7 separate regions of the Mus musculus genome follow, and all the other regions are linked to region 6. A link is a contact called in public Hi-C, HiChIP or PLAC-seq and promoter capture Hi-C data. All regions are on one chromosome and are shown on one strand. Each heading gives the region's core, a stretch centred on a gene start, on an enhancer-like site or on the middle of the called end of the contact. The rest is flanking DNA. Distances are from core to core; before and after follow the strand shown.

The links. Promoter capture Hi-C pulls out the DNA fragments that hold promoters and counts their contacts. Hi-C and Micro-C count contacts between places; a contact is called where the count stands out from the background. HiChIP or PLAC-seq counts read pairs in DNA pulled down with a chosen protein or histone mark.
Region 1: a promoter capture Hi-C map of second pharyngeal arch cranial neural crest shows a contact between it and region 6, with 5 times the contacts expected there. The contact joins the enhancer-like site here to the promoter of Atpsckmt in region 6. A contact is called at or near these places in 4 of 39 promoter capture datasets (the 3T3-L1 cell line, cranial neural crest, maxillary cranial neural crest and 1 more) and 3 of 115 datasets of contacts at active chromatin or transcription factors (acute myeloid leukemia, embryonic limb bud and embryonic stem cells).
Region 2: a Hi-C map of uterus shows a contact between it and region 6, with 2.5 times the contacts expected there. The contact joins the enhancer-like site here to the promoter of Atpsckmt in region 6. A contact is called at or near these places in 3 of 39 promoter capture datasets (frontonasal cranial neural crest, hippocampal neurons and second pharyngeal arch cranial neural crest), 3 of 484 Hi-C or Micro-C datasets (nephron progenitors and uterus) and 5 of 115 datasets of contacts at active chromatin or transcription factors (astrocytes, embryonic forebrain, forebrain and 2 more).
Region 3: a contact with region 6 is called in a Hi-C map of uterus, with 4 times the contacts expected there. The contact joins the enhancer-like site here to the promoter of Atpsckmt in region 6. A contact is called at or near these places in 7 of 39 promoter capture datasets (the C10 cell line, cranial neural crest, frontonasal cranial neural crest and 4 more), 1 of 484 Hi-C or Micro-C datasets (uterus) and 4 of 115 datasets of contacts at active chromatin or transcription factors (astrocytes, embryonic limb bud, large pre-B cells and 1 more).
Region 4: a contact with region 6 is called in a FOXA1 HiChIP or PLAC-seq map of pancreatic cancer cells. The contact joins the enhancer-like site here to the promoter of Atpsckmt in region 6. A contact is called at or near these places in 1 of 484 Hi-C or Micro-C datasets (muscle stem cells), 4 of 115 datasets of contacts at active chromatin or transcription factors (bone marrow-derived macrophages, memory CD8 T cells and pancreatic cancer cells) and 2 of 9 other capture datasets (adipose tissue and liver).
Region 5: a contact with region 6 is called in an H3K4me3 HiChIP or PLAC-seq map of the SCID.adh cell line, with 9 read pairs. The contact joins the enhancer-like site here to the promoter of Atpsckmt in region 6. A contact is called at or near these places in 4 of 39 promoter capture datasets (the 3T3-L1 cell line, hippocampal neurons, maxillary cranial neural crest and 1 more), 1 of 484 Hi-C or Micro-C datasets (nephron progenitors) and 2 of 115 datasets of contacts at active chromatin or transcription factors (the SCID.adh cell line and large pre-B cells).
Region 7: a contact with region 6 is called in an H3K27ac HiChIP or PLAC-seq map of trophoblast stem cells, with 4 times the contacts expected there. The contact joins the enhancer-like site here to the promoter of Atpsckmt in region 6. A contact is called at or near these places in 5 of 39 promoter capture datasets (the C10 cell line, HPC-7-derived erythroid cells, embryonic stem cells and 2 more), 6 of 484 Hi-C or Micro-C datasets (B cells, the HPC-7 cell line, bone marrow-derived macrophages and 3 more), 21 of 115 datasets of contacts at active chromatin or transcription factors (the HPC-7 cell line, the SCID.adh cell line, a beta-TC-6 cell line and 8 more) and 4 of 9 other capture datasets (adipose tissue, embryonic stem cells, liver and 1 more).

What each region holds. Positions count from the first base shown.
Region 1 is chr15:31,978,976-31,981,838 of GRCm38.p6, reverse strand. No RefSeq gene overlaps it. Among named protein-coding and RNA genes, the nearest start is that of Gm32499, 180 kb to the left of the region's middle. Within about 2 kb of position 1,613, at least 8 of the 459 cell types and tissues checked have an H3K27ac peak or open chromatin away from gene starts, as enhancers often do. A contact at or near this core is called in second pharyngeal arch cranial neural crest, where this site is marked.
Region 2 is chr15:32,092,343-32,095,470 of GRCm38.p6, reverse strand. No RefSeq gene overlaps it. Among named protein-coding and RNA genes, the nearest start is that of Gm32499, 62 kb to the left of the region's middle. Within about 2 kb of position 1,265, at least 15 of the 459 cell types and tissues checked have an H3K27ac peak or open chromatin away from gene starts, as enhancers often do. A contact at or near this core is called in uterus, where this site is marked.
Region 3 is chr15:32,040,819-32,043,597 of GRCm38.p6, reverse strand. No RefSeq gene overlaps it. Among named protein-coding and RNA genes, the nearest start is that of Gm32499, 110 kb to the left of the region's middle. Within about 2 kb of position 1,262, at least 19 of the 459 cell types and tissues checked have an H3K27ac peak or open chromatin away from gene starts, as enhancers often do. A contact at or near this core is called in uterus, where this site is marked.
Region 4 is chr15:31,244,461-31,247,426 of GRCm38.p6, reverse strand. The region is part of intron 2 of Dap (death-associated protein); the gene reads right to left. Among named protein-coding and RNA genes, the nearest start is that of Gm41285, 18 kb to the left of the region's middle. Within about 2 kb of position 1,291, at least 87 of the 459 cell types and tissues checked have an H3K27ac peak or open chromatin away from gene starts, as enhancers often do. A contact at or near this core is called in adipose tissue, muscle stem cells and pancreatic cancer cells, where this site is marked.
Region 5 is chr15:31,906,870-31,910,006 of GRCm38.p6, reverse strand. No RefSeq gene overlaps it. Among named protein-coding and RNA genes, the nearest start is that of Gm32499, 250 kb to the left of the region's middle. Within about 2 kb of position 1,871, at least 2 of the 459 cell types and tissues checked have an H3K27ac peak or open chromatin away from gene starts, as enhancers often do. A contact at or near this core is called in the SCID.adh cell line, where this site is marked.
Region 6 is chr15:31,600,733-31,603,809 of GRCm38.p6, reverse strand. It overlaps Atpsckmt (ATP synthase C subunit lysine N-methyltransferase), which reads right to left and starts at 1,694. Exons shown (of 5, transcript NM_026546.3): 1 at 1,661-1,694. The coding sequence starts at 1,673. Cct5 (chaperonin containing Tcp1, subunit 5 (epsilon)) reads left to right here and starts at 1,964. Exons shown (of 11, transcript NM_007637.3): 1 at 1,964-2,209. The coding sequence starts at 2,105.
Region 7 is chr15:31,291,512-31,294,320 of GRCm38.p6, reverse strand. Ankrd33b (ankyrin repeat domain 33B) reads left to right here. Exons shown (of 4, transcript NM_001164441.1): 4 at 1-2,809. Among named protein-coding and RNA genes, the nearest start is that of Gm41285, 29 kb to the right of the region's middle. Within about 2 kb of position 1,515, at least 12 of the 459 cell types and tissues checked have an H3K27ac peak or open chromatin away from gene starts, as enhancers often do. A contact at or near this core is called in trophoblast stem cells, where this site is marked.

The DNA.
Region 1 (2,863 bases), core at 364-2,863, 380 kb before region 6:
AGGGGAGAGTATAGGGAGAGAAGGAAGATGGGAAAGGGTAAAAAGAGCAAGAACTAGAATGCAACATATAGAGATATGAAACTATCAAAGCAGCAGCTTCATTTCTAAAACCCTAGCTGGTTTCTTCATAGCAATAATAAAATCTAGAGTATGGAGTCTCATAGTCTCAGTTAAACTGGAGGGAAATAATCCCGAGTCATCAAAGTATAGCTCAAGAGTGAGAGTGAAACACACGCTCAGTAAACTGCAGCATTCTCTATCACCTGCAGAATCTCATTTCTAAAATTCTGAAATATGTGCTTCAGGAAAAAAAAGGAAAATAGCCGCGAATGAGATGAGAATGAAAAAAAAAATAAATGAGATTGTGTTATAAAACAGATAAACATTGGCTGTATGAATCAATGTAAATGAAGTCTTGGATGACTAAATAACACAGTAATACAAATGCAAGCAATTCAGGGGTGAAGAGAGAAGCCGATGCACTATATTGTCTGAGTTAAAAAGCAAGATATTGATCACACTGTGATAAACTAAGTGCACCGTTGCTTCCCAGATAATGTCAAAGAAGACAGAGACAGACCACTACATAAGGTCTAGTACTTGTATACACAGACCCCTGCCTGATCAGTACTGGTTACCAAGCTAACGTTGCCATAGGCCTTTTATCTAGGGCTGCAGGAGACAAACTAGATCTGGAATTTTGGGGTGCTGGGGTTGACCTAACCCTAGAACAGGCCTGCAGCCTGAGTCTGGGCTTATCTGGCACTGGGACCACCCTTTAAGCATGGACAGAATCTGGGCTGCTAGCATCATTCCTACACAGAGCCTGTCTAGAGCCTGGGGCTGCTGGAGTTGGCCTGGCATGAAGGGAATCCTGGAGACTAAGTCCACCATGTAAGCCTGGAGACAGGGAAGCTGGGCTAGTCCAGGAAGTTTAGTCTAGGGGTTCTAACCTGGAGTCATCGGTCATACTGCATGGGCTGGATTTTACTGGAGCAATCCTAGCATTTGGAGGCAAGGGAACATCCAATACACACATCCCTTTCTACTCTTCCCTTTCACAGCTGGATGGCATAGCTCTTCCTGCTGTGTACTGCTTGCCTAGGGTTGGCACATTGATACAGGCAATAAAATTGCTCTTTGGTAAAGCTTGCAGATACAGCATTGAGTGAAAGCTGACATAAAAGAGGCTAAATTCAGGATAAGAACTTCGACTATACACATAGTAAACCATTTAGTAACTTAGTAATCCAGTTTATGAGATGAAAATATGTATGAATAGCAAGAAAAAGATTATCAAAGTGCCAGAAAGGGCCCAAGGAGGTTGGTTCTTAGACCACATGGTTTTAACCAGGCTCCTGATTCATAGACTATCTTGAACAATAGTGTGTGTACATCATACCTACTTTTCTATGTGGGAATTTCAAAGTAAAACAAAGACAATTATATAAAAAAAAAAAAACCAAAATGTCTCTTCCAAGTCTCAGATGTGGAAAATGAAAGCCAGAATTGGTAGCTAGCAGACAAGCTGTAAGCAATCTTGCACAATTGGCTGCCGGAAGTGTGGCTGACTGCTGGTTTTCATGTCTCAGTCAGCGTGAGGTAGATGGTTTAATAGCTGTGTTTAAAGTGTCAGACGCAAGAACGATAATAGTCCTTCCTTAAATGATCGTTTACTAATTTCCTCCCAGTTCAAAACCTTTTTATTAAAACGGCCCTCTCTTTCCTGCCAGGGGCAATTAAATCCCTACGTAGAGGCCACCCTGGTCTTGTGTCAGCCACTCCCTTTGTCTCCAAATATGTCTACAATTCCATGTAAGCTAGACTGGAATTACCACAAGGTCAAGAAAGTCACAAAAGTAATCAACCAGAGGGAAGGCACAGATTGGCAGCTGAACTGTCACTTTGCAGATGAGCCAGTTCAAGGGAATGAAGGCCACTGCAAGAGCTTCTCTGAGCCTAAGGAGACACTTCCATTTACAAACCACACTTTTATTTTCATGGAGCTTGCAGGTCATCACTTGGGACCTCAAGTGTCTTTTGCTCAGAGTAATGTAAGTGTTCTAGGTGACTTTGTTTATAATATCCCATTGATTTTTGCATCCATTCCTGCAAGACATAGATCTATTGTCATCCAGCTGTCTGGGAGACAGTCCACTGTTCTGTCCCGAGTCACATACATTTGAGCCAAGTGGCACAGAGGAGCCAGATAAAAGCTGTCCATTATAAACCTTGGTCACTGGTTGTCCCTTCCGTATAACTGAATTACTTATTTCAGCAATTCTCAGAGCGTATGTACCAGCAAGTCTCTGTGCCGTCTAGCAGGCATCCTCTGGACCCTGAATTGAGTGGGACCAACTGTGTGTATCACATTAGCAGTGTTGCATGGACAATTAGTACCTCACTCACAGGATAGGACAAAACTCTAAACAAATACAAAGGATTAGAAACATCAACTTCAAGGAGCTGAACACACAACGTGTATTGTCATGAAGGACCAAGTCAACAGTGTCATCGTTTGTGGTCACCATGAAGCTGTAACCTACCTGCCACACTGTGAATTAAAGTGAAGAAAGCAACAGTAAGGGGGAGAGGGGAGAGAGGTGGGGGCAGAAAGCTGTCCAGAGGAGAAATGAAGAAAGAAGAGACCAGATTCCAGTAAGCAAGTAACTCAGTTGAATATTGGAAGAGGCAGGTATGAAAACTGGTCATCCACTATTGCATATACCCGAAAGATTTTGCTGAAGGGACCCTGTTATAGCTCTCTCGTATGAGGCTATGCCAATGCCTGGCAAATACAGAAGTGGATGCTCACAGTCATCTATAAGATGGAACACGGGGCCCCCAATGGAGAAGCTAGAGA
Region 2 (3,128 bases), core at 16-2,515, 490 kb before region 6:
GAGAGAGAGAGAGAGAGAGAGAGAGAGAGAGAGAAATGATAGAAAGATAGACAGATGATAGATATAGATAGATAGATAGATAGATAGATAGATAGATAGATAGATAGATAGATAGATAGATAGATCTTAAATAAAATGCTTATAGTGCAAAAGAGAAGCTAGAATTTTGGAAATGGGAAGCTCGACCATGGAGAGAAACCTGCCCCAATGTTCCCAGCTGCTTTCTGCTGGTGACTTGAACTTATCCCTCTCTACTTGTGGCTATTTGCTCTTTTATTCGTAAATGATCTTCATGGGGTTCTACACACACACAAACACACACACACACAGAGGGGGGGGCAGACAGACAGATGATAGATAGATAGATGATAGATAGGTAGGTAGGTAGATAGATAGATAGATAGATAGATAGATAGATAGATAGATAGATAGATTGCCTTCAGGGCACTTACTCAGGTAAATACTGCTAGGGGTTTTAAGTGCCTGATTTGGGTGATCTCTTTCTCCTTCCCTCCCTCCCTCCCTCCCTCCCTCCCTCCCTCCCTCCCTCCCTCCCTCCTCTCCCCCCCCCATCTCTCTGCCTCTTTCTCCATCTCAATTGCTGATGAGCACATTGATGTCGTCCCCCCGCCCCCCACCCCGCTCCAACCCCATGTACCTCAGACTACCTGTCATCTCTGTCCTTGGTCCAGTCCTTGGCTCCTTCCTGCCCCTCCCCCCTTTCCACCCATTCTTCCTACAAATTCTAATTCTATACTTAAAAAGGTAACCCAGTTTCAACATGACCCCCTTCTTTCTGATACTCACAACCTTGGATCAATGGTTAGCAGGCCAGGCCCTGGGATCTATCTCCTATCCTGGTGATCTCTACTCGGTTCCTTCTCCATCCTATTAAGGAACATAACAACCCCCTTTAGGTGGCCCATAGATATGGAACTGCACCTTCTGTCTAATCAATAAATGTATGAGTCCTAGCATATCATTATGGAGGAGGACAAAGAGAAAAATCTCGGGTGAAAGTAGTTTTATAGTGTTATCCTGTGAATCGCCATAGATGAGAATAAATGCCTGCTAATTTAGGGAACACAGAAAGATTTTCTGGGCTCCTGGCTAAGCGTCCTTCCCAACCAGATCATTCCATGCCCAGATTTTGCAAACACATCTTCTGCCGGTCATAACGATGCCTCTCCCCCACCCCTGCTGCTTTGAATTACTTTGTGCTAACACCAAAATTGTTCCACAGAGAGTCAGATTTATTTGCCGGAATGTGACGAGGAGGGTGGGGGTGGGGGGATAAGAGACATACTTTACACGCGGCACCCGTTGCTGGCACAGCTGTATTTCTGAGAAATATATTTCAGTCCTGTTGCTCCATTTCTTTTGAAATTTAATAACTAAAATACAAAGCTCATGAAAGCCGGGAATGTGCTGGAAGGTCAGGGAGGAAAGTTGCATGGGGGGCGCAGTTAAGAGTGATGGGGGAGTTAAAATAACAGGGAAATGGGCCATTTATGATCCGCCAGGCGAGCGGTTCATGGCTAGAGACCAAGCGCTGGCTTATTGCCACAAAAAAAAAAAAAAAAAAAAAAAAAAAAAGGTGAAGCAATTAACAATCTCAATGAACAAAGTTTCCTGACACTGCTATTGTTAATATAATCATTTGCTGAAAACTTACTTCATTTAAGGCCAATAGAGTAATATCTTTATCTTAACATACAAAAGCAGCAGTGGCTTCCGCTGTTTCGATAAGGAGCACACATGGAAGTGCTTTCCCCACCCAGCACACAGCCTCCTCTGCAACACTCACACAATATCATGCCCACAATATCTTCTTCATGTGCATAAGCAGCTTCATGGCAAAATCAATATCCACAGAGACACTAGGAATTTGAACAGATCCCCACTGACAGATTGCCTGATTCCCCTCTCTGTGGGGCAGCGCTTTGCAGTCCTTCCTCTGCCTTGCATCTGGTAACTGGGAGGAAGATAATATCTCCATGCTTTCCAGGGGATACAGTGATACCCTCATTGGTGCGCTTGAGAACAAACACAGAGTCTCCCGGCTGAACTTTTTAATCGGCACTTCTGGGAGAGTGCAGTCTGTTTGCATTGAGCAGATGCCTCTCATGTGATCTAAGCATCTGAGGCTGTGATGGAGCCCAAAGCTCAGAGCTACACCAACATCCTGAACCAGCTAGCCTCACCAGCTTCATGCCCCTATCAGGATCTCCTTCCTCTTTAGCTCCTGATACTCGGTAAAGATAAGAAAAATATCATTGGAAAACCAACATGGGGATTACTCCTTGCTCAAACATTGATGCAAATGTGGGGACCAGAAATGGTAAAAAAAAGTGCTTAGAGCTGGACATGGTTGCTACCACTCCCCTTAGACTTTTCATCCTGTCCATCAGGATGAAAATGAAAGAAATGTCCTCAAGACTCCAAAGCAAAGGGCTAAATGTTTTCTTTCTGACCTGGTATAGCAAACAGAGTCTATGTCTATATGCAATATATATGTAAATTGCATGTACAACTTTATTTCTATATCTAAATATAAACCCATAGATAGGATATCTATGTATGCACATCCACATTTGTGAACAAAGTTCATTAAAAAGAGCTGCTCTTCCAGAGAACTAGAATTCAGCTCCCAGAACCCAAACTCCACCTCCAGGGGCTCTGATACCATCTTCTGGCCTCTTCGGGCCCTGTGCAGCTAGATTCATCGGCCAATGAAGTGCTTATAGTGGACTCACTTTCTAACTCCTTTTTCAGAAACCCTCTGTGGGTGCAGTTCTTAGCCACCTCCCTACAGGTCAAAGGCTGCAATATACCTCCTTTTCTATCACATGGTGATATTCTATTTTCCTCCCTCTTCGTATCTTGTGTAAGCACATCTCCCAGAACTAAGAGCCCAATACTGATGTGCTCCCTCTGACCCCTGTCCTGTCTCTACTCTGCCAATCTGCTTCAGAGGTAAGTTTCCACCTAGGAATTAAGAAGTCTTCAAGGTATTTGTGAGTGGTGATATAGGAAGGCCCAGGAAGAGGCACCAGATAAAATTAGATTCCTTTTTAAAAGAAAGATATTGGTACTTCCAGTGCTCCAAACAAAAAGTGAGCAAGGAA
Region 3 (2,779 bases), core at 13-2,512, 440 kb before region 6:
GGTGATCAACAGCAATGTGGAAAGTGTAAGCTGAATAAACCCTTTCCTTCCCCAACTTGCTTCTTGGTCATGATGTTTGTGCAGCAATAGAAACCCTGACTAAGACACTAGCCAATGCAAATCTATTTCCCACTCCCTTACAGAAGTGGTGATAAGCTTAGGGTGTGCTGACAGAGAGCAAACACTGGCTGACCAGACCCTGGTCCCTTCATACTTTATCTTCTATGTAGCAGCCTGGGTGAAAGAACATAAACCAGGCCTAATCACTTCTGTGTTAAATACTACATTGTCTACCCTCTTGGTTAGTCCACATACCCTCCTGAGCTTCAAGCATGATGGTGTACTGGCATCTGTTTTCTAAGGTGTTGCTAAACCATCCAGGTCACCAGTCATTGAACCTTATGTTTCATATACACCCAATACTTCCCTCCATAAACTGATTCATTCATTTTTCTCTCTCCCTCCCTTCCACCTCTCTCTCTCTGATTAGTTCACAGTGCAGGTTAGACCAGAGAAAGAGTCTCCTGGTGTCTCTGAAGAGTTCTCAGAACACAGTGGCATACAGATGGACATGCTCTGGAAGCCATCTGGACCTCCCCACTCCCTCTCTCCCCTTCTCTCCCCCCCCTCTCTGCCATTAGATCATCAGATAATGAGGTTCTTGCCTGTGTCTCTGGCTAGCAAAGATCTCTTCCTACCCCTCCACTCACACAGACATCCTGCTGACCTTGCTAAGATGGATCTAGATGTTGGAGTAGTGCTGGAGCATGTGAGGAGGCCCCTTTGTACACCACACATGATTCCCAAACTTGGGTTCTACCCAGGCTCAGCCTCCAGCCACCTTGGAAGGGACACTGTGTCCTCACTACTGACACACATATAAAAGCTAGAGATAAAAAATCGTACCCAAAGAATCCAAGCCTCCCTTCCCTGTGACTTCAACATTTCTTAAAGGCAAAAGTTGTTTCTTTGTAATTTTGGAACTACCCATTCCATTTTGAAATGAAATATCCTTGCTTATAGAAAACATCCTTTGGGGATAGTGGGAGTGATGCTTATCTGGGAACTCACAGGGTAAAAGGCAAGCCTTTTATAAGCTGCAGTAAAATCCAGGAAACTTTTCCCAAAAGAAGACAAGCAGGGAGGACAGAAACTCTCAGTAAGAGGGAGGCGAGAGCCCTGGCTCTCAGATGGGAGTTGCCAGAGCTGACAAATGTTTGCAGCTGTCTCTGGCCTCCGTTCCTCCTCGAGGCATAGAGGGCCTGTTTCCTGTCTTCATCAAATCTCTGCAGCCCCATAGCCGCCTCCTGCCTTACTCCACTGGCTTGTGAATACTCCATTAACTTTTAAATCCAGCCATTTAAATGCTTACCTAGCCTAGTTCCCCTTTCCCTCAAAGAAGAATCATTACAACATGTGTCCACTCAAATCATCTCACTTACACATCTGGGAAGATCAGCTAAATGGTTCTACTTTAACTCCTTGGCTATTTAAGAAGGTAATAACACCAACAGAACAAAGTAGGCTGTGAAATGGGCACTTCATCTAACTGCATCTGCCTGACTTAGCCAGTGCAGCCGCTCCGCTGGCTCAGAGGACATATGCCTGGCCAGAATCCTCCGAGGGCCAGATGGCCTCCCGAGCATGCCCATCTGTACCCCACTGTGAGCCCAGCATCCTGCGGACTGTTCAGAAACAACGGGAGACTCTCTCTGGTCTAACCTGCACTGTGAACTTATCAACCTATATTCTTTCCCTTTCATGATGAAAGGGTCATCCTGATATCCTCCAGAATAAAGGAATCATGGGGTTGGTGGACAGAATAAGACTTGCAATTTTACCTTTTCTGTCTTGGTTATTTCTAGTGCTTTAAACTGTGAGCAGCAAGATGATAAAATAGCATATCAGGAAGAATAATGCATCACTAAAGGTCCGCACACTGTTAGCAATCCCGGTTCATGGGCTTACATGTTAGAAACCATCACTTGCAGACAGTAAATGAGTTAATGAATGCAAAAGCCTTTGTAGGACTCCACATTCAAGAGGACAGTGCTAAACCCAGTCTCTAGTGCCTTGCTGTCTGGGTTCCAATCCTTGCTACCTTGCTTCCAGGCTCTGTGATCTTATGCAAATGGATGAACTTCTCTGTGTTTCAGTTTCATTAACACAGATGATAACAGTATTTAGGGCATTAGATGCTTTGAGGCTCAGCTAAGTTAAGCATGTGAAGAATGGGGCTAGACACTCAGTATGCTATGCAGTACAAATACCTACTAGCTCTCAATTTCAGCTCTCAATTTTCTCCCTATTTTCTAGTTTATATTTTTGACGATTTCTAATCAGATATACACCTTGAGACTCTATTCCTATATACTACCTTCTTTCAACCACTCTTAGCATTTAGTATCCCTCTTCCCAAATGGAGCCCCTCGGAGTTGCAAGCCTTTTGTTATGTGTACGGGACTAGTACAGGTGGCCACAGCTGCTGTGTGCTCATGGTTTCCCAGGCCATGTCATATCAAGAAGACGGCATTTCATAGTGTTTCTCCTCTTCCACAGTGTTTCTTAGACCTTGAAGGAGATTATAGAGATAGCTCTTAACACACTATGGATCTACGAATAGCTGCAAATTGACTTCTGAAGGTCTTATCCACACCAACAAACAGGAAATATACTCTTGGTCTTTGGAATTCCCCTGGATGAGGAAAGCCCCCAACATTCCAAGCTGGCAACAGACCAAGGTCTGTCCTCATAGGACCCCACTGAGACTCCCTGACTA
Region 4 (2,966 bases), core at 42-2,541, 360 kb after region 6:
ACCTGGAATGCCTCCTTTCAGGGTAATGCCATCTCGGTGGTGCGTCCTGGCTCTCAGGATGCAGACCGCAGAACTGTGAGGTATCCATGGAGAGCTGATTGTCAGCACGCCAGGACAGCATGCGGCTGACACAGCGGGAGAGGAGAGAAGCAGCACTGGGAGCTTGCGAGTGGAGGACTAGAGAGTAGCGGCCATGACCAAGTCAGTGCTATGACAGAGGGCGGCCCAGCTACTTATGTAAACACCAACTCCACCACCCTCCTAAGAACAGAGGAGGAGAGGCCATCTGGGAAGTCTTTCCCAGCCTGGTGGGCCAGTGTTCAGAGCTGAGGCAGAGCCACAACAAGGAGGTGTGAGATGCACACAGGATGGGGCTGCAGCCTTGTTTTCAGTGAGGAGGGGACTGTCTCCAGGCATTCACGACGTGAGGGACAGAGAAGAAAGTACGAATTCCCTGGTTGCAGTCCAAGGAGCTCAACAAGGAAGCTGGGAGGCAAGGAGAGGCGAGCTCAAGGTGGAGACAGCCAACTCATATGCAATTAATAAAAAAGAAACAGTATCAGGGAAATGTCCTCCCCTGCCCCGGGTGTGCACAGGCATGTGGAAGCCAGAGGCTGACATTGGGTATCTTCCCCAGTGGCTTTCTACCCTATTATGTTGAGACAGGCATCTCTGCGAACCCAGATCTCTACAGCTCAGCTATGCTAGCTAGCTGGCAAGCCTCAGGGATCTTCCGGACTGCGTCCCGCAGAGCTGGGCTTACAGGCACACACCACCATGTCCAGCTTTTATGAGGGTGCTGGGGACTGGAAACCACCTCCATGCTTCATGGCCAGTGCTCAATTGACTGAGTCGTCTCTCCAGCCCGGCTTATCTTTTTATTTTCATTTTTCTCTTTTAATGCAAGAGAAGTGCGGCTTTATTTTGTATTTGTTTGCCACTGATATTTATTTACAGACATTTGGTCTTTTACGAATTGTTCTTCTGACCTACAGGGAGTCTGGTTTTCTGACTCACTTGTTTTGGGTCTCCAATTTTCTCGACAGTCTGTCCCTGGCTCTAACGAGACGGTGACACTTCAGAATATCAGAACACAGGATTCTCAAGGCACTGGGAGGATCCAGGTTCCACCAGGGATGGGTGAGAATGTCTGCCACCGCACCACACCCCTGTGCTCCATGTTCTCAGAGCTTCTGGGAAACGAGATGCATGCCAGTGTGCAGGGCGCAGGACCCAGACTGAGCAAAGTCAAGCAGGCCGTGTGATAGCCTCTCTGACACATTCCTCAGGAATCTGACCCGCCAGTCAGTGTGGGTAAAGCACGCCCACCCGCACTGCTTCAGTCCACACACACACACACACACCCCACCAGGGCCTGGCTGTCACTGGTGAGTTAGGAACATTCCACTAGGCTGGCCCCGTGTTTTTGTTTTCTCCGCTGTGTGGAGATATATCTATCCAGAAAAGCATAAACTCATCAGGCTTTCTAGGTTCGTGTTAATGGCAGACCAGAAGTAGATCCTGCCTGAAAAGTGAATGCCCGACCATAACCCACAGCGTTAGCCTGGAAGCCTTGGGGAGCCACGCGCTCAGATGGTGAAAAAGAAGGGGTGTGGGGGTGATCCCGGCCTCACTCCAGTGTCAGCATCACGGTCTTCTCTTCAGAAGCATCATCAACAGAACACTGATCCATTTAGCTGGCACTAATCCCCATACGTTCTCATCAAGATTCTGTGTGCTGGGGCAGGTGAGATGGCTCAGCAGGTAAAGGCACTTGCTGCCAAGCCTGACAACCTAAGTTTGAAGCCGAGGGCCGACCCTGTGGGACAGAACTGAGACTCCTAAGTTGTCCTCTGTCCTCCACACATGTGCCACGACATGAAATACACACACACACACACACACGCACGCACGCACGCACATACTCCTGTTATTGCAATGGGACCACCCATTGCACGGTACCACCTTGTGATTCAGCAAAGGCCACCGCCAGATGCAGCCCACACAGCTATAAATCTCCAGAATCATTCGTCAAGACAAGGCTTTGCTTTATAATCCATCAATTATAGGAGTCTGTTTATAGAGATGTATAATGTACTAAGACCGCAAGACAACAGCTAGCCCTTCCCTGTGAAGAGCACAAACTCAAAGCACTGAACTAGCTCCCTCCCCTCGTGACTCACACGAATCCAGCTAGCGGTGGCCGTATGACTTTTATTTTTGTCTGAAATGGAAGAGATATACTCAAAGATCTAAGACCGAGTCTACTTTTCTCCAGTGGGCTGCGCTTGTCCCACATGGGGTTCTGCTTTGTGGAGTCCCAGGGAGGGCTGAGACAACCGCACCCGGGCCACATACCATGCAGCTCTGACAACTGCACTGTCGTCATTACCAATCCGCAGGCTCGCGTTTGCCACAGCTCTCAAAGTCCTGCCTGCGGAGGTCCCATTCCAGCATTGCCTTAGCAGAAAACTCATCTTCCCTGGGGACACAGCCAACAGCAGAGCACAAGTGCTCAACTGCTTGAGCACTCACAGGAACTTGGCTTGGTGAGCTTCCCACACTGGTGGACTCATGAGATAGCCTCCTCAGCCATGGCCCGGGACAGCCATTCAGCTTCCAGTCATTGTTACTCTACCCATGCCTATCCCCAACAAGGCCCTGGCTGTCATCATGGGAGTTAAGAACATGGAGTCTGACTGTGTGATCCATGCAGCTTTTTTTTTTTTTTTTAAGGAGCTAGAGAACCCTAGATGCCCTCTACTGTGAAATTTCATTCTGGTGATAACATAACTTTAATTTTCTAAGCTTACAGTCTCCAAAGGGGATGCAAGCTCACTAGCAGGCCCTGCACAGGGAAGTACCTGGCACCCAGCAGTGCTGTGTGCACCGTGGGGACAGCTGAAAGCTGCTGTTGACAGCTGGTGGGTTGTCAGATCTCTGTCCCATGCATATCCACTAGAAGA
Region 5 (3,137 bases), core at 622-3,121, 310 kb before region 6:
ATAGACTATCTGAACTGGTGAGCTTTGGGTTCAAATGAGAGATCCTGCCTTGATATAAGGCTTAGAAAGAAACGGAGGAAAACACCCCATGCCAAGCGTGGGCCTCCACACATATACAACCCTGCATGCATATACACACCCACACACATTCATACACTTATACACATAAACAAAAGCCTGTTGAGTATACTCTTTGCTTCCCCAATTTCCATAGGAAAACCTAAGAACAGAGAGTTTATAGAGAGAGTTGCACAAGGAAAGCAGGCAAACAGATGTTTCTTGAGAGCTCTGGAAATTTGCTTCAGTGTCTGTGGCTTCCTTTAAACCTTGTGACTTTTGCAGAAGATGTGAACAGACTTTGAGATTCTCTGAAAGAACGTCTTAAGACTCTCAGTTGCACATGGGGAGTGTTTAAAAAGCATATTCTTTCAAGCTATTGTACCCCCTAGAAAATGGGACTTGGGGAAGATGAATAGAAAAATGAGGGAGAAAATTTGACTGTCACAGCTACAGAATGAGCAGTTGCTTTAGGTAGCGATATTGTAGCTGAATTTTGCTACTCTATAGCAAAATTTCCCTGGATTCTGCTTCAGGTCAAGGGACATGTCAGGGGCTTTCCAAAAGTGCTGCACTTGCAAATCTATCTACTGCAGAAAGATCAGGAAGACACAGGTAAACAGCCAAGCACATCCAGAGACTGAGAAGACCTGAAAGAAGATGATAATAATCATTATATGAATGGGTAGGGGTGGGGTCCCTGGTAATAAACCACAGGAGCACCTCCCAGGCAGGAGAGAGGCGCAGCCCCTAAGCATGCTGCTTCTTCCCGGGTTTTGATTTTCAGAAATCTACCCTGTAGTTTTGATGGCTTTTCAGCTGAGACTGCCTTGTGATTTCCATTCTCCAACATAATTCTGTTTCCTTATCTCAGCTGGAGAATCAAATAGCATATTAATATAATACATTGCATGAGATTTCACCTAGAGCATGCAATAAAAGCTACTTTCCAACCTTTCCAGCGGGGCTGAAATAAAGTTAATCTAATTCAATATGTCATTAGTAAAAGTTGTTCTATGGACCGATTGCTATTAAGGGATGGAGGATGGGAGAGAATTTGAAGGGTGATTTAAAGGTCAGTTTGATTGAAAGCAAATTCAAGTGTAGCAACCAATTTCACTGCATTTACTATACATCTCCATGATGAATGCAAGACAGGAAACCCAACCTTTACATTTTCTATGTATAATTGATGAGCGGCTTCTAGTGGGGTTGGGAAAGGAGATAAGAGTCATGATCACAGAAGACCAGCTCGCTCGAGCAGCGTCAAACCTAGAAGACAGTTTTAATGATCCCAGGTGTTGACAACCACACTTGTGCATTCTGGAGATCTGCGGTTTTCAAGACATGAGATAAAGCTCAATTAGAGAAGAGGCAAAGAGACAAACGATACCGTGGTGCTTTAAACTATTAAAGCCAATTGTGCACATGCATAGCACCTGCAGTAGCGCTGTCGGGTTGCTAAGGAGGAAGTAGGGATGCCCTCCCATGCTCTTCAGATCAGGATCTGCCCACAAAATCCACTCCAGTGGGGCAGCCACAGTGAAGAATTCTAATAATAGAAGTAGCCTTGCCCAACACTGGGCATAGCTACTTCTGAAAGTGAATCCTGGGCTTGGAGTGCTGGTGTCTTAGTCCCCTGGCTCCCTGCCCCTTGGTTCTTAAAGTGAAAACGGCGGCCTCAAGAGAACTGAAATGTCTTATCACGATGAAGACACCCCTTTCTGGATCCAACCCTCTGGGGAAATGCCACACTCAGTCTCCGGAGAAAATTCCTACTTCTACAAATCTCCCACCCCCACCCCAGGCCCCACTGACAAGTGTGTTACTTGGAATGAGCAAGTTACCTGGAAGCTTTCTACAGCCTCTGACTCCAAGACAGCTCTGTGCCACAGGACTTTAGTAGCACCCTTTCCAGTCTGAGAGGATGGCTTCCTCCTAAAAGGTGGGGGTCCTGTAAAAATGGTTTATCTATCTGCCCTTAAAGGTAGAGCAATGTGGCCATAAAGATGAAAACATACCAAAAGAAAAGGGGGGGGGGGAGTCATCTCTATTAAATATCCTTGGAGGTAACTGAAGCAACTGCATTGCCAATTTGAATGTAGCAGATCTCGGCTTAAGCCAGGAAAAGTGCAGTAAGAAATTCATTGAGCTTGACAGCAGTCTTGTGAGGCCATTTTGGCCAAAGTTATTCTGCCTAACTCTGCCAACTTCCAGAAGAGATGCCTCAAAAATCTATCCATTCAATGTCTCCAGAACATAAACAGAGTTGCTACCTGGAAATTTGCCAACTTATGTCCCTTTGGCAGAGGGTGCAAATGTCCTGGTGAGAGACAGAATATAGTTCTAAATTCCTGGAACCTTCTATCAACTAATGCAATCCTGGTCCTTTTGTAGCAAGGCAGGACTTCCAGTAGAGGGAGGAAAACATAAGTCCACTCACAGAACCTTCATCCCTACAAGATGTGCAGGGATAAACAGAGCAGAGACTGAGGGAATAGCCAGCCAATGACTGCCATAACTTGAGACCTATCCCTTGTGAACGTGCCAACCACTGACACTATTAATGATACTCTAATATACTTACAGAGAGGAATCTACCATAACTGTATCCTGAGAGGTTTCATCCAGCAGTGGATTGAGGCAGATGCAGAGATCCACTACCAAACATCAGGTGGAGCCTGGGGAATCTTGGGGAAGATATAATTGTGGGGATATAATTCAGCAAGCCAAAGGGGTCAAGGACACCATGGGAAGACCTACTAAGTCAACTAACCTGGGATCACAGAGACTGGGTCACCAAACAGGAAGCATGCAGAAGCTGGACCTAGGCTCCCTACACATTTGTTGCAAATGTGCAGCTTGGTCTTCATGTGGGTCTCCTAACAAGTGGAGCTGTGAATGTCTTGGTCTCTATTCCCTGACATTGGACCCCCTTCTCCTACCTGGACTGCCTGACTGGGCCTCAATGGAAGAGAATCTTCCTAGTCCTGCTGGGACTAGGTGTTCCAGGATAAGGTGGTACCCAAGGGGGTCTCCCCTTTCTCTGAGGAAAAGGGGAAGGGGCAATGGGTAGAGGG
Region 6 (3,077 bases), core at 445-2,944:
CAAAGATCCCGAGTTCAAATTCCAGCAACCACATGGTGGCTCACAACCACCAGTAATCAGATCTGACACCCTCTTCTGGTGCATCCAAAGTCAGCTACAGTGTACTTATGTATAATAATAAATAAATCCCTTTTTTAAAAAAAGAAAGAATTCTTTCTGTCATAGACAGATCATACTGTATCAATTTGGGCTACGACAGTTAAACACAAATCAGATGGCCCAAGGTCTGCCTCACCTGTAGACACATGCACAAAGCCAGAAGGTAGACAATAATGACGCCCCGGTCTCCAGGGTCTCCCAGCTGGCCTTTGAGTTGTAGAAACCAACTGAGGCAAAGACGTGTCAGCCTATGTATGAGCATCTGAAGGAATACAGGGGAAAGGAAACTAGGAATCTGAACTGAGGGCAAAAGCATCGAACCACTGGGCCCGTGCAAGCAAGAAGAGTGGGAGCGGAGCAGCCGCCTGACTGGAAGGCGGTCTGTGACCCACGTGGGAATCTGCTCGCTCCTGCACCACGTGGGACCGAGACCTAGCACAAGCGGTCAGGCTTGGCAACAAGCGCCTTTACTTGCCGTGCCATCCTTGAAGTCTTTCTTGAACCTAGCTTGATGTCCACCAACAGTGGAATGGATACAGTGTGGTGTACATACACACAGAGCTTTATTCAACTGTAAACTAATGACTCAGAACCATCATGTTTTCGCTCAGATGCAGAATCTTGTTGTATACAAGTGTGTGTGCTGTGTTGAGAGGGAAGACCAGGAGGAGAGAGGATAATGAGGACAGCTTATAGGTCAATGGCAAGGTACAATTACATATATATATATGAATGAAAATGTCACAATGAAACCTTGTTTGTGTTAACTTTAAAAACCTTGTCCTGACATAATGTCAATCTGTGTCATGTAACAGCACAGACCTGAAAGCTAGCCTACTGTCATACAGGTTATATGCACTCTAATTTTGAGTACCTAATAAAAACAGACAATACGGCAGGGACAGTTTCTGTTCTGTGGGGTACGAGTGGAGAGACTGGAAACTCGTCACAAATAAATCCGAGCTTATAAAATGAATCGTGATTTCTGGCAGACGTACCGTGCAGTTACCCTTACGGGGTATCTTTCTAACAGCAAAACGCTGAGAACAAGAGACTCTGAGCACCAGCCGGTGCTACTTTGTCTCCACCTACAGTACACGCGCGGGGAAGGCCCAGGATCTGTGTAACCTGGGAAGTTAAGGACAAATACTATGTGCTGACGACCAGGCACGTCCAGCAACCTTGTGAAGTAGGCATTATCATTATTATTATTATTATTGTTTTTGTTGCTATTATTTTGTCATTATTGTTGTTGTTATTGCTGTTATTATTGTTATTATTATTATTATTATTATTATCTTTGCAGACAAGAAAACAAAGCTACAGGCTCAATAGCTTCCAAGCAGCAGCTCGTCCACCGCAGGGTGGATTCCAGCCGACCTAGGATCGGGCTGAGCAGTGAGTCTTGTGCACGGAGGTGCGGACAGCAGCCCCCAGCAAGCACTGTGGTAGCCACGACCGGCGCGGGACGGAGAGCACCGCAGCCACGCGCGCCCGATCCCCACAAGCGCCCGCGCCACAGACAACTATATCGCCCGCCGCCAGGCCGGTCAAACCTCACCTACTCGCTCCATCGCGCGTTCCGGGGAGACCGGAAGTGGAATCTACCAACGTCTTAGAGCCCGGGCGGCAATCAAAGAAAAGAAAAATATCTTAAGGAAATAAGCTCCCCGCTGCAACTCTGGATTCAAAAACTTTGAAAACTTAAATCCTTGAATCAGTGACTACATTATGTCTAGTATTAGCATTTGTGTGCTAGACGTCGCCTTCTAAGTTTCGAACACCCCCCCCCTCGGTTCGTGGAAAACGGACGTTCCCAACAGCGGCCGATTCCAGAAGCTACTCTGCGGCGTAAAAAAAGTCACTGTTGAAAAGTAAGTCGCGGGGTCTGCACTGCGCATGCGCGGGATTCTGCGTCCTCTCGCGAGAGGGAGGTGCGGTGTGTCTCTCTTCCCGAGTGGTCCCCGCTGGTTACTGGAGGAGCGCTCGTTCTAGTTCGTCCACCATGGCGTCCGTGGGGACCCTCGCCTTCGATGAGTATGGGCGCCCCTTTCTCATTATCAAGGACCAAGATCGCAAGTCCCGTCTCATGGGGCTTGAGGCCCTCAAGGTAACGGCCCGGAACGCGAAGCCGCGGGATGAAGGGAGTGGGCCGGAGCGCTTGTGCGCCTGCGCTGGCGAGAGAGCAGCTCGGCCATGTGCTGGCCCGAAAGCTCGAGAATCTCCGGTGCCGGGGAGCCCCTTTGGGCTCTAGGGTCACATCCCCGCTCTGGCTGCGGGAGAGGGCGTAGAGGCCTTCGTCCCACGGTGGGGTAGGGAGAGCGATCCGCCGCTTCAGAGCTGGGTGGGGTCGCATCCCCAGCTCACCGGGCGGGCGAGCAGGCCTGCGCCGGTGCATCTGTAACATCTGTAAGTCGCTTGTCCCTTAGAAGCGGGGCTGTCCCGAAAGGGAGAAAACTAGTGAGAAACGTGCACAGGACAGACCGAATGGCTGCTTGTAGGAAAGGGACCGTAAAGTCCCTTGGGCCAGAAAACGCATGGTGGTGACTTTTGGAGTGGAAGGAGAGAGTTTCAGTGGAGCACAGTTGGCCGCAATTGAGGATAGTTTCCTAAAGGGAAACAAAGAAGTTACCCTGAGGGAAGGCAGAGCCGAAGTGTTGAGTCGGAAGGCATGTCTCACAGAAGGAGAGGAATAAGAAAGGCTACCCAAGAGCCGGTGCTAGGCCCCCAGAGGAGAAAGGAGTGACAGTCACTGGTGTTGCCACAAAAAGCTCAGAGGAAGGAGGGAGCCCCATTTTAGGTTGTATTGTGCCAGTCGTGCCTCCAGGTTTGAGGTGCCCTGGTTGACCTGGTGTTAGGGAAATCCCTCGGTGAGTTCTCTATCAAACCGAATTTCTGACAGGTGTTTTGGAGTGGCTGCAGAAGTGGACATAGCAACTGAGGCCTGGTAGATGCTTGGTTCTCTTTGCCTTCAGCTT
Region 7 (2,809 bases), core at 266-2,765, 310 kb after region 6:
CAGTTAGGGGAAAGTTAAAGTGTATTTTAAATCTTTAAAGTTGAAGTGTGTTTTAAATCTTTTGGATGTTTGAGTCAATTAGGATTAAACTGGACAGAAGACATATTTCCAAGATAGTGTCAATGCTGCTGTTTCTAAGAGCGATCTTGGAACTTGTCTCTCTGTGGAGATTTATGGGCACCGTGGCCATGGGAATAGCTGTGCATATTAAAGCCAGAGTTGTATGTCAGTTGCTTCTTCTGTTTGTGACCCTTGGGTGAACAGTTGCCTCCAGTTAGTAAGCAGAGACAACTGGTTGCCAGATGGGCCATCCATACCCACCCCACCCACCCCCAGTGCTGTCCACTGCTCCCCTGGTCTTTTCTCCTTGCTTTCAAGAATAAAATGTTCAGTCATTCTGCAGAAACCCACATAGCTCTTCAGGAAGGATCAGGGAAAGTTCTGCATACTTGGCCCATCATGTCCTTGATGGGCAGTGTGCTTGCTGCGCTAGAGGAAGACGGCAGGTGACAGGAAGGACTTTGTGCCACCTTTTCAGCTCCTACCAGGCTTCCTAGCCACACCTGATACCTCAAGAACAGCAAGATGGTCCCCTTCAGCTTTGGATTCCCCTGTTTCTGGAAGCTTATTCTGCACATCAGGAAAGAGGACTCAAGATGTTGGCTAGAGAATGGGTTTATAGGCTCAGAGAAAGTATACCAAGTGCTCTCTGCCCATTCCTTCCCAGCTGGCAGCTGGGACCAGGTCTCTGGAGCAGAGATAAGGAAGTTATAGGTGAGAGGCTTGTGGAGAGGGGCTAACTCCAGTCCCCAAATGATGTAAGGCCTGCTATCCCCAGGAGTCTGGAAGCATCTTCAGTTATCCTGAGTGCTGCTCCAGGGACGGCATCTCACTGTAGGCTCCCTCCTCTTCCTCCTGTTTGGGAAATTCCAGCTAGTTCTCCAGTGTTGGCCACTGCCTGGATCATGGTCTGTGCTGCCAGCCCTTGGCTCCTCAAACTGGGCAACCATGTGGAAGGCCATGGCTTCTAGAGAAGGGAGGAAGGAACCTGGCCATGGTAGACTCTTAAAACCAACAAAGTCATATAGATAACAAAAGGAGACCTGGGATCATCAGAGTGAGGGTAGAGTTAACCACAAAGAAAGAAAAGTCACTTCTAAGTCACTTCTAAGTCATTGGCTGCCAGTTCTGCACATTGGTGTAACTGGAACCAGCTGTTCATTTCTTCACCCTTGGATTCCTGTGTTTATTCCTGAACATTTTAGATAAGTGACTGGGAATTCGTCTGGAGGCATTATTTGCCAGGTGCAACACACAGTTCTGCCCCAGGCTGAAGCAAGCCTGTGATGAAGGGTGAAGCCTCTGTCAGACCAGTGGCAGCTCTCAGCATTAGGTCATATTAATGGGGACCTTGAATGACATTCAGTTAAATATGCAAACGGAAGGGCCAGAGCTGTGCTTGTGAATGTCCTAGCTGTGGTGGCTCACAGGGACACTCCCTCCCCACCCCACCCCCCAGGGGATGACTCTGTAACCTGTTCGGATGGTGTATATTTAGACAGATTGCAGAGTCTGAGAGTCTACCCAGATTCCCAAACAATGTGAAACCTGATAGGGCTGGAGTTCTCCTAGCCTAAGCTGTTCTACTAGAAGGTGATGCTGCCCCAGGTGGCCAAGAGCAAATAGCGTGGCTGCATCAGGGTCAGCTCTGGCTTTGATGTGTGCCATTGCAGGAGGGGCCCAGACCTGAGAGAACCCCACCCCTGGAGAGCTCCCATAGCCTCCAGCCTACTGCGTGGGCATGGGGGTAGACTCTGTGGGAACTGGCATAGGCTCACCCTAGGACAGCATCTTACTCTAAAGGAGCATTGAGATTCCTAGTTTGCCTCAGTATGAGATCTGCTGCTGCTGACCAGGGCATTGCGCTTTGAAAGCTTTCTCTGGCTGTGGTGTGATTCCTGTTGTTCTAGAAGAAAATGAAGACGGGAGAAAAACGAAGCTGGCCATCTCATATAGAGCAGTGGACTTTGAGTAATCAGTCAGTTAAGATAATAGTTAGAGAGTTCTAGAAACTGGTTCAAAATGGTTCGACTATGAGTAGGATGAGTGGATACTAAATGTCCCTTGCTCCCATCCCACCATCCCAATCCTACCTAGAGCCTGCTGTGGAGTTAGAACCCAGAACTCCATTCAGGTGACAGCTAAGTCTACTACGATTGGAACCTTCTTGGTTCCAATGATAGTTCTGGAAAGCAAACAATGAAAAGAGAATCGTGCCCAGTGTTTGCTGGGTGTGAGGGTCTTCGGCAGTGGGGACCAGATGGTGAGGAACGGAAGCAGGCTTCTGCATCGCCAGGGTTCAGGTTCCTTCTCCTGGTTTGAGTTCTGTTTTTTTTTTTTTTTAAATGTGAAGAGATTTTCTTTGTCATTTCTAAAACTCCTGTCAGTTGCTGGATGTCCTAAAGCTGTTGAATATGGACGTAACTGTAAATCCCAGAGTGTTTTATTTTGAGATGAGAGTTTTGCTACAGTTTATACAGGATATTTTCCTATTTAGACCTCAGGGCTATCTTGGGACCCACTACTAAGTGTGACCCCTCCCCGCAGCTTCAATTCTGGGTAGATGAGTTACATAACTTTTAAATGTGATATCCAGCAGGAAGAATGTATTTCTCTCTTTTAACTTCGGGCAAATTTTGTTTTAAAGGTCTAGAAAAAAGACAGTAGAAGAAAACAGAGGTAAAAGAATTAAAAACCAACTGTAAAATAAACATTCTCATGGTATACAATTGTGCTACCTGAATAAACT